2 separate regions of the Zea mays genome follow, and region 1 is linked to region 2. The links are chromatin contacts, called in public Hi-C maps. All regions are on one chromosome and are shown on one strand. The core of a region is the stretch at or near the end of the contact, and the rest is flanking DNA. Distances in the headings are between cores, read along the strand shown.

What was found. A called contact is a pair of places that touch in the nucleus more often than the background predicts.
Region 1: a contact with region 2 is called in a Hi-C map of leaf, with 3 times the contacts expected there. The contact joins the promoter of LOC100275876 here to the promoter of LOC103646361 in region 2. A contact is called at or near these places in 2 of 25 Hi-C or Micro-C datasets (endosperm and leaf).

Annotation. Positions count from the first base shown.
Region 1 is chr2:43,938,839-43,944,286 of Zm-B73-REFERENCE-NAM-5.0, forward strand. LOC100275876 reads right to left here and starts at 2,566. Exons shown (of 1, transcript NM_001149841.2): 1 at 1,680-2,566. The coding sequence starts at 2,361. The coding sequence ends at 1,984.
Region 2 is chr2:43,567,435-43,572,784 of Zm-B73-REFERENCE-NAM-5.0, forward strand. LOC103646361 (P-type R2R3 Myb protein) reads right to left here and starts at 3,654. Exons shown (of 3, transcript XM_023301609.1): 1 at 3,220-3,654; 2 at 2,957-3,086; 3 at 732-2,080. The coding sequence starts at 3,352. The coding sequence ends at 1,084. It overlaps LOC100282135 (plastid-specific 30S ribosomal protein 3), which reads right to left and starts at 75. Exons shown (of 2, transcript NR_178001.1): 1 at 1-75.

The DNA of each region.
Region 1 (5,448 bases), core at 1,316-3,815, 370 kb after region 2:
TAATAAAATTTGACCCACTTATTAAAAGCAATGCTCAGCGCCTTTAACCATTATTTATTGATCAGTCTTACACTTCACATGAGCTCCCATCTTTGGTGAGTTTATGCACATTATTCCCCACAACTTGTTGAGCTATAATCTTTTGTGAGCTCACCCTTGCGATATATAAACCTCCCACAGGTGAAGAGCAGGTAGTTCGGGAGGAGGTCTACAACGAGGAGTACGAGCTTATCTAGGTGGCGTCTCCTAGTCAGCTTTGTAGCGCCAAAGAATAATTATTAGTTCGCTTTATTGTTATCATTTATTTTTGTAAGACACTTACGCTATGTAATACTCCCTCCGTTTCTTTTTATTTGTCGCTGGATAGTGCAATTTTACAATATCCAGCGACAAATAAAAAGAAACGGAGGGAGTAATATTTGTGACATTTATCTCTATGCACTTGGTCATTATATGTGTTGTTTTTCTTCGGCGCACATATGAGACGTACCCAGCTTTATCCCTTAAATTCGGGTGTGATATATGTTCCTCAACAGAATCTATGTGATTAGTTTGATAAGTATGGAAACATAGTTATCTCGCTTGAATTAATCATAAACACCACATCACAATCCCTCTGTTGCTATAAGGAAATATATAATCTCACTTGAATTAATCCTAGAACCATCCGTATCACATGGTTGGGTCGTCTGATCTTCCTAGATGTGGTGCTCAACAAACGGAAACGAGCATGCTGTGCTGCCCCTGCTCCCGGTGGAGAAAACACACGAGAACTCGCGACGACGCGCGCGGTAGCATTGCTTTGCGACCCGCCGCACTCGTTCAGGCACTGAGCCGAGCGTTTCCAGCCCTAAGTGTACATACAGAACAGAAGTATATGTGTATATTTGGGCCGGGTCTGATGGGCCGGCCCGAAGCACGGAAAAAAGCACGGCACGACACAACACGAAATATTTTAGTGCCGGGCCGGCACGGTCCGATATATCGGACCGGGTTTGAGCCGAGGTCGCGGCCCATGGGCGGACACGAGCACAACCCGTTTAAGGCAGGCACGAAATGACCCATATAGAGGCACGAAAAGGCCCATATATTTATTAAAATCACACTTCATTCCATAATTTCATGTACTTGATAAAGAACACAAAGCTATAGATAATATTAGTTACATGTTTTTTGTAGCTTTGAAATAGAGTATGTGATGTAATTTTATTTTTGTTATGAACATTAGATAATAAACTGAACTTACGAACTTTATATAGAGCTGATTATACTCTTTTTCTTTCTAACAAAAATGATTTATAAACGAGGTAGTCATTGCATAGCCCTAGTAACTTAATACAAATATTAAGTTTGTTTTTGATCAAATTTATTTGTCTTATCTTTTATTTGTTTTATTAAATTTGTTTTGAATTTCGGGCTCTGACGTGAATTTTGGGCTTTCGGGCCAAAAATTGAATTTCGGGCCCTAATATTAATTTCGGTCTTTTATAATTTCGGGCCGCCTAAAATAAGCCCTACACGTTTAAGCAATTACGGGTCGAGCCGTGGACCGGCCCGACACGGCCCAAAATTCAAACGTGCCGAGCCGACACGAAATTTCAAAGAATGCGGGCCTTTTGGGCTTGGACCGGGCCGAGCAGCCCGAATGTACATCTATAAACAGAAGTGCGTGGATGTCGGCTTGCAAGGTGCGGCAGCGTGTCCATTCGACCGGCATTCGCCTTTCATTGGCATGCATGCATCTCTGTACAAGTATTTCTGTAGCACAAAACCGACTGCGCCCTACAACACGGTAGGCAGCAGAACTGCGCGCTCAAACGGTCAAACCTCAAAGAGAAGAGAAAAAAAAAGTGGTAACGAAAGAAGAAGAAGAAAAAAAAAATAAAGCGAAGGAGCAGATTAGAGAAATGGAGAGGCGGAGGAAACAAAGCGAGAGAATCGACACTTGACGAGAACTCGCCACGGACGCACACTCGGGATCAGCTAGCACTTGTTGTGGATGGGGTCGGAGCCTCTGCGGACGCGGCGCTTGCTCATCCTATCGGGGTCGAACACGGCCGACGGAGGAGGGGAATACGAGGCGCCGCCGGCAACCGCGGGCGCCTTCCAGCTGGCGGACGCGTCGTCGAGCCTGCTGGCCCTGGCGCTGCTTGCGGCGGCGGCGGCGGCGGCAGCGTCATCGTCGCTCGCCGCCTTCCTTGTTGGCTGCTCGGCTGCCGCCGGTGGCGACGAGGCGCCCCGCCGGTTGCTCGTCTGGTCGGCGAGAGTGGCCGCCGGGACTCTGACGGCAGAGATCTCGGGGGTGCAGCTTAGGAGAGCAGCAAGGACAAGAGCTGGCAGCGTGAGGGCGAGGGCTCTCATTCTCTCCTCCCTCTCTCGCGCTCCCTTGCGACCAACGATGGACGGATGGAGGTGGATGCCGCCGCGCGCTGCCGACGTGACGTGACGTGCCTATCGCACCACGAAGCTTATTATGATTAGCTTTGCGGCAGGGGTAGCGTGCGGGCAGCCGAAGCTTCGACGGCCATGTCTGTTGCCTGTTGGTTTGCAATGCCGGCCGGCTTGCATTGTGCGCCTTTGTTCCGGCGGTAGATATAGGGGGGGCCACCCCCTCTGTCCCTCTCTCTCGTCTAGCACGCATCTGTATCAGAGAGACAGACGGGTGAGGCTGTGAGTGAGATCTCGCGGTGGTCCAAAAGCAAAAGGAGACAAAGAGAGGGGAGGGCCGGAGGGGGCAACACCCAACAAGGCAATACGTCACTTTTTGCATACCTGAGGTGGTGAGCTTGCTATGCCTATGTTACTATGTATCAATGTATGTAGATAAATCCATGGGGTGGCCGGGCGGGCTAGCTTGCGACGTAGTGGTAGTAGGCGCGCGCGCGCGCACACACACATCACTCACTCACTGGGTGACGAAGAACGTGTACGCGAAGAAAAGAAGAGACAAGAGAGTACTAGGGTAGAGTGCGTGCAGTTGTAGTTTTGTGTGCTCGTATTACAGTGGCCTTGTCCACTGCCGAATTTTTTGTATTTTAGCCTCTAAACTGAAGTAAAATCACGTTTAAACCTAAAAAAATTTTAAATACAGTTTTGGACCCTTAGCTCGGCGCCATAGGCCGTGGCGCCGAGCTGCGCCGAGCTGTGACGTGGCCGCAACGGCTAGTTGCGTCTAGGGCTTACCTGGCTCTGACGTGGCGGCGGCGCGGCCTCGTAGCTCGGCGCCACAGATCTTGGCGCCGAGCTACGAATTCCTATAAAAACGCCCGCGCGGCTGGCCGAGAGCAGCTCATTTCGTCCCATTTCCAAACTTCGTCAAAATTTCCTGGATTCAAAGATTTGAGTTGGTTCACTTCGTAGGCCAAGGTATGATTTCCAACTGATTCGTTTTGTATATTGGGTTGTTAGTTAAATAATTTGTATACACCTATTATATTATCATTTCGAATATTAGTTTGTGTAGACTTATTATAAAGCATAATAGGTACAAGTGATAATTATAATCGTTTATTAGATGAAAGACATGTACCGAGAGGCGTTGTGGCAGAAGAGAGGTCGTCCTCGGGAGTTATATCCGGACGTATCTAGTAAGGATGCTCCTGTTCCTCCTGAACTCCCCGTGCCTAACTGTGACTGTGGCAGACTAGCTTGGGTACATCAATCACAACATCCAGACACGGCTGCTCGCTGCTACTACCTTTGTGGCACTTTGGACGTACGTAGCTTATGACTTGTCACTTAACTTTGTTCGCATTCATTTTTTTGTAGATATGTAATAGTGCATCTTTCCATTATTTTAGGGACATCAGAAGTGTTTCTTTTTCCAGTGGATCGATGGTCCTGATAAATTTGACCCTCGATATCTTCTTTTCGTTAATTGGTTGAGTGGAAAGACCAGTCATGAGCGTTTTAAGCGTTGGGTACCTCCTCCCCCGAATCCTCCACCAATGACGGATGCGGAGAAGGAGGTAGCAACAGAAAGACGGATGGACTCACCGCCTCGATGCAATTGTGGAGACCGTGCTGTCATCGACGAAGACTATGACAAGCAGTTCTGTTGTCCGAACATTGATTATGTGAGCCCATTGATACGCTAAATGTATGAACTAGTTTTTATTTACAATAAATTACTAATTTTTTCTCCTGCAGCCATACGGGTGGCGTAAGTGTCGTTTCAGAGAGTGGTTGTATGGTCCTTTGTCCCATTGGCCAGAGCCAGAGGTAAAGGAAAAGAGATACATGGGGTGGGCGGCAGAAGAGGTCAAATTTGATCCAGTACTCTGCAAATGCGGTATTGAAGCTAAGTATGGATTAGTTCCTTCGGAGCTTGGTGTTGGATATTTTTGTGGACATATGGTCGATTACGATGAGGTTGGTATTTTTTTTTTGCACCAGATGTAATGTTATAGCGGTACTTACTATTTTTTTGTAGGAGACGAGGAATGCAGTTGGGAGAGTTACGACGACAAAGGAGAGGTGATGCGCACAATAGAGTCCAAGAGAATAATGGGACAGAAGATGCGTTGTGGATCTCGGCTCGTTGATTCGTACATTAACGATCGCATACGCGACATGCGTAGGGAAGCAAAATCTGCCTTTTATGATAGCCCGAAGCGTGCAGAGTATAGGAGGTTGAAGGCGGCAGATGAGAAGAGAGCACAGGATGCAAGGGAATGGGAAGCGGCTCAAGCCGAGAAACAGATGTTGGATAATCTTGCTGATCGCCTCAAGGGAAGTAAGTGAGATAAATGATATTATAATTATGTTAGTACAATTTATTTATCCTGACTTTGCTAACTTAATTTTCTCATTATATTTGCAGAGATTGGAAGCGGCGTAAACTATTTGGCCGATGAGGCGCATGCGAGATATGTTCAGGATAAAATGGCAACGGTTGAGCTGATGGAGGAGGAGGACGACGACACATCTAGATTGAGTGAGCTTATCGCCCTCGCAGAGGCAGGATTACATGAAGAAGAGGAGGACGACATGTCAAGGTTGAGTGAGCTCATAGCACTAGCTGAGGCAGGATTACGTGCTCAAGAGGAAGAGGATGAGTTTCTGTCACAGGCCGCCGCAGAGGTAGAGGCAGCTTATTACAAGAAGTCTGATGAGGCTGAGGCTGAGGATGAGCTATTCTCCCAAGCTGCAGATGAAGCAGAAGCCAATTATTACAAAAGAACTGGTGACAAGTGTGATGCAGGACAATGCAGCAAGTGGAATGAGGTTGTTGTTGAGGATTGCGCGACGGATGACTCCGAAGATGAGTTACTCATAGATTGTGATTCAGACTGAAGAATTGTAGCCTATTATGTAGTATTTACGTATCAAAAATAATTTAGAACTCTAAAGATGCGTTACTTATTGCTTATTATGTTTTTTACAGTTCACAAATTTTTTTTGCAAGAGTTTCCCTTGTTTTATTAACAACCACAGTTCAAATAATCA
Region 2 (5,350 bases), core at 2,404-4,903:
GTCGAGCCAACGTTCTTCCTCCGCGGATAAGAGGAACAACAAACTTGTGCCGGGAATCCTTGCCCTTTTCATCTTCCCGACTGAGCTGGGAAGAAACCGAGTGGGCTGGATAATATTTGGACCAGGCCTCTCATAGTGTCATGGGCTTGGCCTGTTTGAAGAGGAGGCGCAACATGTTGCAACAGCAACAGCTCCCATCGACGGCGCAAGTACTCTTATGCACTGTTTGCAGATACAAAGACCAATATACAGTGCGTAGTACGTACACTATCAGTAGTATAATGCCACGATATACAACCCTGAACAGTTGGATTCTAAGGTGCTGTTTGGTTTGTGTTTTTTAACATGATCTGATTGCAGCAGTATCTGATTATGTTACCTCGTGTTCGTTCAACAACGGCCCGTAATGAACAGCGGTGGTATCTTATACGAGCTGTGGAATGCAGATCCCCTTGCTCTCTCCCTCCTCTCCTGCGACTTGCGACTCCTTTCTTGTGAGACTATGACTGATTGTTGTCGTGTGTTGTTTTTCCATTTCATGTATGTGTTACATGTGGTACTGCCTAAACAGCATAAAGGGAATGAAAAACATTATCAAGTATATCCAAACAATTAGCGCTTTTCATTCCCATGGTAACAGATATCAGTGTATTTATTTACATTAACATTACCATTACAAGCGCTCAACTAAACGGCACCTAAGTTAATTATATGGGATCAGACGAGGAACGTAAAAAAAAAGATTTTTTTCCCATTTCGATTAGCTCCACCTCACTGCTGCAGTATACTACTGATGAAAATGGTTATCGAATTACATACAGAGCGAAGACGAGACGCTCTGATCACTGTTCTTCAGTCTACAAGAAGCTTTGGCAACTGATGAACGAGTAGTAGACTCTAAATTCGGTACAACCATTTTCTTCCTCGCATGTTTAATCAGGGTGCTGTCAGATTTAACACGAGAACGCGATTTAACCATCAACATTAGTAGTTCGATCTTATTGTTCCGAAATAGCTAGCTATTTACTGTGTCATTTGAACGGCCACATGCCGGCGGACATGCATGTGTCCAGGGCTCACGAGTCAGCAGAACTCCATCGCCGGAGAGTACGCCTCGGGCGCGGGCACAGGCACAGCGACTGACGTCGAGAACGAGGCCGACGACGAGTACGCCTCGGGCGCGGGCATCGCGATGACCGACGTCTGCTGCAGCGACGTCGATGACGAGTACGCCTCGACCGTGGGCATCGCCACCGGTGTCTGCAGCGGCGCCGATGACGGGTACGCTACGAGCGCGGGCATAGCCACCGACGTGTGCAGCGACGCCGAGGACGGGTACGCTGGCTCGGGAGCGGGCACTGCCACGGATGTCGTCGGCAACGACGACGAGTTCACCAGGTTCATTATGCTGTCCCAGTAGCTCTTCTCCTCCTCCGTCTCGTGCAGGCCGGCGTCCGCCTCGTCGTCCCTCGTCGTCGTCGCCGGCGCCGGCCTCAGATCATGCTGGCTCAAGGAGCCGTCGAGAAGCAGGCCCGTGAACCCCGCCGCGGCGAAGCCTGCGTCGGCGACATCGACGACGTGATCGCCCCACTGCTGCTGCTCGTGCTCCTTGCACGCCTCCTCGTACGCCTGCATGGGCTGCATGGCGGCGCGCGCGGCCGCGGCCGCCGCCGCCGCGGCGCCGTGCGCCTCCTGCAGGACCGAGGCGAGCGCGGCGCTCTCGGAGAAGCTCAACGTGGACGTGGGCGAGTCGAGCCGGTGCGCGGCGGCGGCGGGCATCTGCGGCGGCGCCGAGGCGGAGGCCGCGAGCGCGCGCAGCCTGGCCTCGCGCGCCAGGCGCGCCTCGGCCTCGAGCCTGGCGCTCTCCCACTGCGCCGTGTGGCTGAGGTGCGCCGCGGCCTTGGCGTGCTGCGCGCCCGCGGCGCCTCCCCCGCCGCCCGTCCCCAGCGCGTCGGAGCGCGGCTTGTGCGTGACCGGGTCGATGCCCATCTTGGCCAGCCGCTTCTTGAGGTGCGTGTTCCAGTAGTTCTTGATCTCGTTGTCGGTGCGTTTCGGGAGGTGCGTCGCGATCGCCGACCACCTGCATGCATTGCACGCACGGCGGACGCGCGCCATGAGCCCATGAGGGGAAAACAATTATCAGCGATCGCGTTGACAAATCTACAACGGCAGCAGCGTAAAAAAAAACACCGCGGGCGCGGGCGCGGGCGTGGGCGTGCGAGAGCTAGTATACGAGTGCTCAAGTGGTGCAGACACGATGCAGAAGTGACAGAGCGAGTATATGAGTCAAAACGGCAAGAGAGCAGGTGGCTACAGTGGACCAAAGGCCCACAGCGACGGGGGCCGGGCTCCTCATTGAATGGCAGGCTTGAATGCCGAATCATTCGTGGGAAAAAAAGAAGGGGAAATTCGGGGAAGAGCCTCCCGTGGCCCAGCTCTCTCACGCTTTTTCCCGAGATGATGCCTACTATGCATTGAGGGATCAATTCACACAAGCTCAGCTCAGCAGTAGTAGGTGTTGGGCAGGCAATGCAGTATACTACTCCACACTACTCTGCTAAGGTTCAAATTTTCCAGTTACTAGTAAACGCTAGTCGCCAAAATGTATCGTTGGTTTGGTTCATGTAAACCCGCTGCGAGAAACATGCGTACTACACGGTGAATAGAGCGCACTCCGAGAAAAATGCTTGGAAATGTTCCCCATCTCGTGGTGTTCCTGGCCTAGGTACCCGTCCATCATAAATGTGCAAGACAAGGGTGCGGGACGGATGCTAGGTGAGGTGAGTTCTTGACCTGCCGGCCGGGCAGCGCCGCTCGAGCTACTACTACCAGTCAAAATTCGTGCGACGACGATCAACTGAATTCCGGGGTGCAGGGTACGTAGTGGGCGGTGCTATGACAGTACTCCATGCATCCATCAAGGCATCATCAAGGAATGATCGGTTCGAGCGCTCACCTGTTGCCGAGCAGAGCGTGGAGCTGGATGATGGTCTGCTCCTCCTGCAGGCTGAACTTGCCCCGCTTGATGTCCGGCCGGAGGTAGTTCGTCCACCGGAGGCGGCAGCTCTTGCCGCACCGCTGCAGCCCTGCCACACCACACGGCCATATCCGCATGCATGTCAAGGAGGAGCCAGCGCAAACCAAACAGCGTAGCCGAATGCTGCTGGACTTTGATTGTTACTAACTAGTAACTACACTAGCTCGCTATAGCAAGCTCACCGGCTTTGGCGGGCAGCGAGCGCCAGCAGCCGTGGCCGTGCTGCTCAATGTAGGCGAGCAGCTTCTGGTCCTCCTCCGGCGTCCACGGGCCCTTCTTGAGCCCCTCCTTGTCGCAGCACGGCGATCGCCCCATCGCCCGCACTGAGCCTGCGCAGCGCAGCAACACACACACACACAACCACCCTCGCCTGCCTCACAGCAATTCAGCCTCGCTCTTTCTCTTACTACCCCAGGGTGGGGGGGAGGATCAGGGCAATTGACTGCTCGGGATCCTCCTTTCCTTCTGGTTCTCTGGCAGCAGGGCGGGGGGGCACTGTGAGAGTGACTACGAGCGCAGGCAGCAATTGCCAGCACTGAGCAGGGGGGAGTTGCCAAAGCGAGCGAAAGCGACGCACTGATCACTGGTGCGTTGTGGTGCGCCGAGGTCGGTGTGAGGCATAAATAAATAGAGTAGAGGAAAGGAAGGAAAGGGCCGGCCGGGGGGGCGTGGCGATGGCGTTTGCCTGTATTGGCCACGATATCTTCTTCGGGCGCCGCGATCCCGGCTCGGACAGGGGCCCGGGCTGGCAGAGGGGCGGGGCGGGGCGCGCGAGGGCAGCGCGGGGATTTCGCACCGCGCGCTCTAAACTCTCACGTCTCACACGGGCCACGGCCACACCCCCGGTGCGGAAGCGTCGCTGCCAATCGCGATCCACCCGATCAGAGGGCGAGCATTTAACACTCGGCTGGGGCCTCTGATGGTCCAGATTCCCGGGCTGTCTTCTCTGCCTTGCCTTGCACACCGCGGTGTGGCGTATCGTGTTCCCCGCCCCCGGTCCCGCGCGCCCACCGCCGACCTGGCACGACGCCGCGGCCCTACCCGGCCACAAGCAAGCGCTGCCGCGTCGCTCCTCGGCAGTGGGAATCTCGCACGGCTCGCTCCGCTGTATCAGATGATGATGACGATGCTACAAACTCGATTCCAGCCTATGGCATGGCATGGCAGCAGGACGCCAAAACTGTATGACCCATCGCCACACGCATCGCACAGTGCGTCTCATCAAAGCGCGCCCACGTAGTACGGGGGTGTTCCATTCTTTTTTGCTTCTGCTGTGCATGGCTTCTGGACTTCTGGTTGCGGAGTAGAGATGTCAATGGGGAATTCCCCACCGGGTTATAGCATCCCATACCCATCCCCATCATGTTTGATCCATCCTCATACCCATCCCCATACCCATCATGGGTACAAAACTTATCCCATACCCATCCTCATTCGGGTTTCGGGTCCCCAATGGGTCCCCATCCCCAATTAAGGGATAACTAGGTACTAACATGTAGCACAAACAATCTAGAGTTTAGACATCACTACATCGACAAGCACTCATCCATGAACCATGATTCATTCATCCATCCATCAGAAAAGACATAAGTACTTCGGGACCGATAGAAGAAATAGAGTTTTCTCACCTTCCTTGGTCACCATCTGAGTTCGTTGGCGCCCGAGAATTCATGGTCGTCACCGTTGTCTGGGCAGGGCATAGCATATGGCTGGTTATTTTAGGGTTTTGTTTTTTACTAGTTTGCTAGTTGCCTTGTTGGGCCAGGACCTGGGGCCTGATGCGTTGTCGTGTTGCGCTTGGTGGCCAGCTCGGCCTCAACTCATTCATACAAACACGACAGGTGTACACGTAGGAAATACCCATGGGTAATCGGGTTCGGATTATTGCTTACCAAACTCATACCCGTTTACCCAATGGGTGGAGATTTTGTCCCATATCCATACCCATGGGTACAATTTTCGTCTCATACCCGTACCCTAATAGGGGAATTCCCCACGGTTTGGCGGGTATCGGGTCCCCATTGACATCTCTATTGCGGAGACGACGACGCTCGTCGTCGGTTCATCCGGCGCGGGGGCGCCACCGCGCCACGTCCGGGGATTCGTACGTACGCCTTGGGCCTGGGTACGGCGGGGTGCGAGACCGCCGGTGGCGGCACGGCACGCCGCTGCCCCCGCAGCGATCGATCTCTCGCTCGCTCGCTCGCAATGATTTCGTTTCGCCCCGTAGTAGGAGCCACAGGGACTGGGGCTGCGCCCGCGCGCGACGCGTTCCTCTTCTCCGTCGCACCAACCCTGCAAGGAATTAAGGCA